2 separate regions of the Mus musculus genome follow, and region 2 is linked to region 1. The links are chromatin contacts, called in public Hi-C maps. All regions are on one chromosome and are shown on one strand. Each heading gives the region's core, a stretch centred on a gene start, on an enhancer-like site or on the middle of the called end of the contact. The rest is flanking DNA. Distances are from core to core; before and after follow the strand shown. Region 1 has its middle 710 kb from the start of C230029F24Rik. Region 2 has its middle 330 kb from the start of C230029F24Rik.

Evidence for each region. Hi-C and Micro-C count contacts between places; a contact is called where the count stands out from the background.
Region 2: a Hi-C map of cerebellar granule neurons shows a contact between it and region 1, with 3 times the contacts expected there. The contact joins two enhancer-like sites. A contact is called at or near these places in 3 of 484 Hi-C or Micro-C datasets (cerebellar granule neurons and cerebellum).

What each region holds. Positions count from the first base shown.
Region 1 is chr1:48,532,328-48,535,460 of GRCm38.p6, reverse strand. No RefSeq gene overlaps it. Among named protein-coding and RNA genes, the nearest start is that of C230029F24Rik, 710 kb to the left of the region's middle. Within about 2 kb of position 1,345, at least 2 of the 459 cell types and tissues checked have an H3K27ac peak or open chromatin away from gene starts, as enhancers often do. A contact at or near this core is called in cerebellar granule neurons, where this site is marked.
Region 2 is chr1:48,914,854-48,917,718 of GRCm38.p6, reverse strand. No RefSeq gene overlaps it. Among named protein-coding and RNA genes, the nearest start is that of C230029F24Rik, 330 kb to the left of the region's middle. Within about 2 kb of position 1,493, at least 1 of the 459 cell types and tissues checked has an H3K27ac peak or open chromatin away from gene starts, as enhancers often do. A contact at or near this core is called in cerebellar granule neurons, where this site is marked.

The sequences.
Region 1 (3,133 bases), core at 96-2,595:
GAGGCTCTGTTATGTGGGGTTTTTTTTTGGGGGGGGAGGGAGTGGGGGGCAGTTTCTACCTTCATTGTCAGAGTAGCAGTAGTTCAGTTCAGTAGTGTCAGGATATCAACAGTTCTGTTTAAAGAGTGTCATAAAACGTGAATCAGCAACGAGTGAATAATCCAGCCTCAGTGAATTTGGCATGAGTCTTTAGGAGTGAATGGAACCAGCTGGAAAGCCAGGAGACGTTCTCTGCTGTGAATCACTCAATGAAGTGAAGATCAGCCTAAAGACACAAGATTATAGAAGCTTTGCATGGTTAGCTATGCAAGCCTCTCGTCACTGTCAGCTGGGTCCTTCTTTTATAATCCAAGCATCATGTGTCATTTCACAGGTCTTGATTTAACATAACATCACATGAGTATGCTTTAGCAAAACATCGCATGAGTCTGCATCGCATGACACAACCAGAAATTTCTACTTCAGAATGGTCCCTAGCACAACGCTCATCACAGATGCTTCATGAAGCAACTGAAAGGAGCAGATGTAGAGACACACTACGAAACATTACAAAGAGCTTCAGAGTCCCACAAAAAAGGGAGAGGAAGGATTGTGGGATCCAAAGGGGAAGAGGACACCACAAGAAATGGAAATATTTATACCCAAAATTGCTTAGACAAATAACTATGTTGTCCTTTTCTAGTTATTGTGACAAATGCTTGGAAAAATTTCAGGCACATAATCCATGACAGCCAGTCAAACTCTACCCTAGACACAGCAGAACATATGGTTATTATTTTTATAATGTGATAGAGAGTGTGTGTGTATCTGTTTGTGCTCATGTATTCATGTGCTCATGAGCACAGATGAGTCAACACAATGGTTGATTTTCCAGTGAGTTTGCCAGTCACTCTTCACCTTATATTTTTAAGGTAGAGTCTTCCTCATTCTGGAGCTTGGTAATTTACATAGACTGACTGTATGGAAGGCCCAACACTGTTCCTTCCTCTGCCCTCCACACACAGATCACAGGGTTTGTTTTGCACTGTTGCTTTTATTGTGGGTTGTAGAGATTTGGTGGGATAAAATACCATGACCAGAAAGCAAATTAGTGAGGAAGCAGTTCATTTAAGTCCATCATGAAAGCAAAGTCAGGGCTGAAGCTTAAGCAGCAGCCAAGAGGCAGGAACTGGAACAGAAACCATGGAAGAATGTATTCTACTGGCTTCCTGCTCTGGAATACTCAGTTTGCTTTCTTATCTGACTTAAAACAATAGACCTCGGTTTGCCAATGCCCACAGTGAGCTTGTCTCTCCCACATAAAACATCAATCAAGATATGCCCCAGAGGCTTACTCGCAGATAGGATACTCTGGTGTGGGAATATATGTGAGTTTCACTGTTTCCCAATGAATCTAGCTTGTGTCAAGTTCACATAAAACTAGCCAGCATATTTAAAAAAAATTTCTACTGAGCCTTCTCTGAGACTCAATATCATGTTCTTAATAAAACTTAAAAGACTGCAGTAGAATGTATTAATAACATACTGAAGAACCTGAGAATCCTGAAATGCTATATGACTTGGATAAATTATCATATATATTTATACAAATATACATTCTCTAGACATACATATTTATAAATATAGAAATCCACATATATACATATGTATATACATGCATATTTAGCAATGTAATGTTATTACACAAATAACACAAATTACATTAGATCATTGTTTGATGAAAAAATGGTCTTCTTTTTCCTCATCCATGTTACCTTCAAAATATACTATTGCATCTACTGACACTAAATATAGCTAAGCCTCATAGGACTAATAAGTTGGTCCATCCCTCTTCAGTGCCATCTGTCAAAAAGTAGAGGCTCTCAGCTCCAGAGACCAGCTGATTTCTGGCTTATTACCTGACTTTCAGTGGAATCTATAAATAGCGATTTTCTGTCCTCCTTGGCTTGTGGTGTTGCCATATGTTGGTGCTCTGACAAAGGCCAAAATCTCTACATCTCCGCCATTGTTTATCAACACCCAAATGGCCCATGTGTGACTGAAGCAACTGTAACCTGCATCCACATAATAGATTTTCAGGATAATTCATTTGTCTAGGTAGTGTTTTTTTTCTTCCTACAAATGTCATTAATTTTATGAACCTAGTTGCAGAGTTTGAAGAGCATATATGCACACAGTGCTAGTTGACTAATTAACTACCTGCTTTCTACTTGTGAAATGCAAAAGTTTAGAGGTAATCAGCCATGAGTGACTCCACCTCCACAGCAGAGACAAATTCTCATTACTAAAGTCTATCTTGGCAGTTGATTCTTCTCATTAATGATTGTTTTAGCCATTGCAGAGTGACAAAGCCCCGATTAATGAGATGAAAGAGGTGACCTGATGGGTGCTTCTGGAAGGGTTTCCAGACACATACAAAGATACACACACACACTGGAACATATAGTTTCATTTCCAGAAATGAGTGCCATACACTTACCGTGCCTGCAAATCACACTTAAAGCTGTGACAGGATTTTAGTACTTTAGAGAAAAGCTGGCTTGGTGTGGCATGCAAGTTTTTGATTTAAGATAAAATAGATCAGATATCAAATCAATAACTTTAAATTGGCATGCACCTCTGGTACAACACTGCCTTAGCATTTGTGAAGACACAAATTTGATGGTCCTCAGAAATAAACAGTAAGACTAAACAGGAAGAGGAAGAAGGAAGAAGAGGAACAGGAGGAGAAAACAGGAGAGGAAGACAGAATGGAAAGGAAAAGAGGGAAAAGGCTAATCTCTTTACTTCAAGATTTCTTTGAAGAAAGATAAAATTTCCTTGCTTGGTAGAGTGTAAGAATGTTCCAGTCATTTTGCACATTAGTATCTATTTTTTTCTTCTTTTCTTTACCACAATTTCCTTTTAGTAAATAAAACAACATTGTTATGCAGACACTTTGAGAAAAGTATTATATTATGAGGCTAATATGGTAAAATAAATTCTTGCATTCAGTATTTAAAACTCCATTTATAATCCCTTGATTACATTAAATATTAGAATTTTTAATGTATTTCCCAGCAAATATGAATGTTGATTTGAAGCAACTAATAAGAAAATACTGTGGGGGCCTGTTCAGTTTGTATAATGTTAC
Region 2 (2,865 bases), core at 244-2,743, 380 kb before region 1:
ATCATAGGTTTGTGGCTGATGAATCTCTGTTGTAAGCATTCCAGTTACCACTTGAGTGATTTTTAGCCTGACAAAAGCAGGGCACTATGGGTGCCTCCTTCCTGCTTTGTTTACTCATTTCACATGGTATTGTGCTGCTATTTTCAATATCATAGAATGGAGAAAACTACTAGGAAATTTCTTGTCAGTGCCGATAGCTATACAAACTCAAGTGAGTTAGTTTTCTGCCATGCAGTCTGCTTAACTCACCTATGCAATGAAAGTTATGACAGTATCTTATAGTATTTTAAAGTGAATGAAAAAAGACCATGAGTGGGATATTCAGAGTAAGGGACACTGTGAATTTCTACCTGTCTGAACTGTTTTCCAGATTTCAGATTTCTTGAATTATTGTCCAGCTTATGGTTATGATTTTCACTGTAAACTCAAGTCACAATTTGGGACCTCTGCTTAAACCAGATCTTTCACATAAACAAGGAGAAATCATAGAAGGAATCAAAAGTCACTACATACTTGAAATACATACATTTATCCTTGCACAATTTAATTATTGCCATATTTTTATAAAAATAAACTTTATTTTAATTAATTGAAAATTAAATAGACTAGAATCTCTCAATCCAGGTACTGTTGTTTTCTTCTGTAACCCTAAATCTATGTAAACTGAGATGCAGGACTCATCATGAATTGCTTGGGCCACAGATTGAGGCTTTGACTTAACCAACCAACCAACCAACCAACCAATCAATTAATCATTAATCAATTATAAACCAGAATAGAAGAAAAATTAATAATAAACAGAAAAAAAAACATAAATTCAGTGCTGAAATATTTTACATAATGGAAGAACATTTTTATACCCACTTTCATACTAAATGTTCATAGGAAAGTTCCTAGACACTGAAGTCAAGTGTATGCATTATAATTTAAATTTATCCATGCCTAATCCATGTAGCATCCACAGCCAGCAATATGTAAGCCAGTCTTCTTAAACCAACAAGGTTATTATTAGAGGTCCATCTGTTGCAGGAAATATTAAAAACTGAACCTGCCAACTCTCAGCGGGGCCAGGCCACACTCCTGGCTCCTGCAGTCTCCAAGAACTCTCTAGAGATAGCCCCTGATCCAGGTGATCTCACCTGTTAAGTCTCTTGGCCCGCCAACTTGCCAGCCCTGCGAGACCACATGACTCCCACCGGGCCATCTCTCAGATGCTCCCCCCCAACCAGTTCCTCTCACTTTCACTGAAAGCCCACACACCCTTGGTTAGCCATCTCAACACCTAATTACCCAATAGAATCAAGACTTTTAATCCTTAATTAGCCATTCAGATTTATATCAATAATAACACAATTTACAAGATGCCAATGCAATAATTTCAGAGCCAAATGATAATGATAAAGCTTTATCCCAATTATTCTAACCTACTGATAACACCACATCAACTTCTATTCTGGTTCTCTTTCTCTCCTCCTGAGACATCTCTCTCTGTCCCCTCAACTCCTCGCTCCACCTTCCTTCTCCTGTCCAATCACAAGCCTCCCACTGCCCAAATGTATTTGGAAAGGGAAAATACAGCAATTTTCATCTACTGATATTTTCTCATAGATAGTATAGGTTCCTTACTATGTATAGATATGAAGAAAGAACTGCCTGCAATATCAAATTTGAAGGGTGTTGTGTGTGCATTGCTTACTTTAGTACCTTAATTACCATTGTTGATTAATGATATGAAATTAGTTTTCACAAACTGCTACGCTCTCTGGTCGAGTCAACTGGACAAGCCGAAAGGCTTAAAAGTCACTCATGAGGCAAAAGAGTTTCAAGGAAGCTCTCCTCCTGGAGTCTAGCATTCCCTACCCATACAGTAATTTTTCATTCCTGCATTCCATTCCCGCGTTAGTCTAGTGTATGGATCCACGTGCTCTCTTTCAATATTTTCCTATCATAAGTGCCTCTTAAGATTGAATTCTGACATAGCTAAAGCCGTCCGCCAGTGTTCCAACGGTCCTAGTTTGTCCTTAGCAAGACCTTGGGCTTGGAATTCAGTACTGCCCCTGGTATTACGCTATCTCTTTGAGTAAAAGTTAGGTCACTGCCCTTCACAGGAATTTACCATCACTAAGGAAGAAAGAAGTTTCTGACCGTAGGAGAAACCAGAAGAGATATTTAGAATTATAGCTGAGTTACACCTATATACAGGAATTTACAATGGTTTAGGAAGTAGATCCGGCTGTGGTTTTAGAGTATTACATTATTCATGAGATGGTTAGCTAGAACGGAACTCCCTAGTTAGAACCATGACTTGGGTGTGAAAGCCTTTGCCCTAGGAGTGAAAAGTTCTCACACCTGGCTTCTAAGACTATAGCTGACCTTAGATAGGGCTGACTCTGTCTCAGTTATTTTATTGCCCAGTTCCTGCCAATCTTTGCGTTTTCATTTCCTCTGTTCTGTGTAAGAGTCATTAAGCATCCGGTTACCTTATTTGTACCTTGTGGGTATGTCACCCAACTACCTTGTTGTCTTCTGCATAAAAAGTCTGATGTTCGATTTGAAAAATTACATTCAGATTCCACACAAACTCTCCTGCGTGTGTGTCTGTCTGTCATTCATCCACGCTTTGCCCACCCGCGTCGAGAGACCCCGTTCCACGCAGACACAGGGACCCAGAAGGTCTGCGGCAACAAACAAAACAGAAAGAAAGATGAAAGACTGTTGTAGAAAATATTCGTAAAATATGTAATAAACTTAGATCCTTTTGGTAGGAAAAATCAACTACTGCAAGGCATCCTCTGACCTCAAAATTTTGTCTTGTCATGTACTGTATAGATTCACAAAACACAGGATTAATTAATTAATTAATTA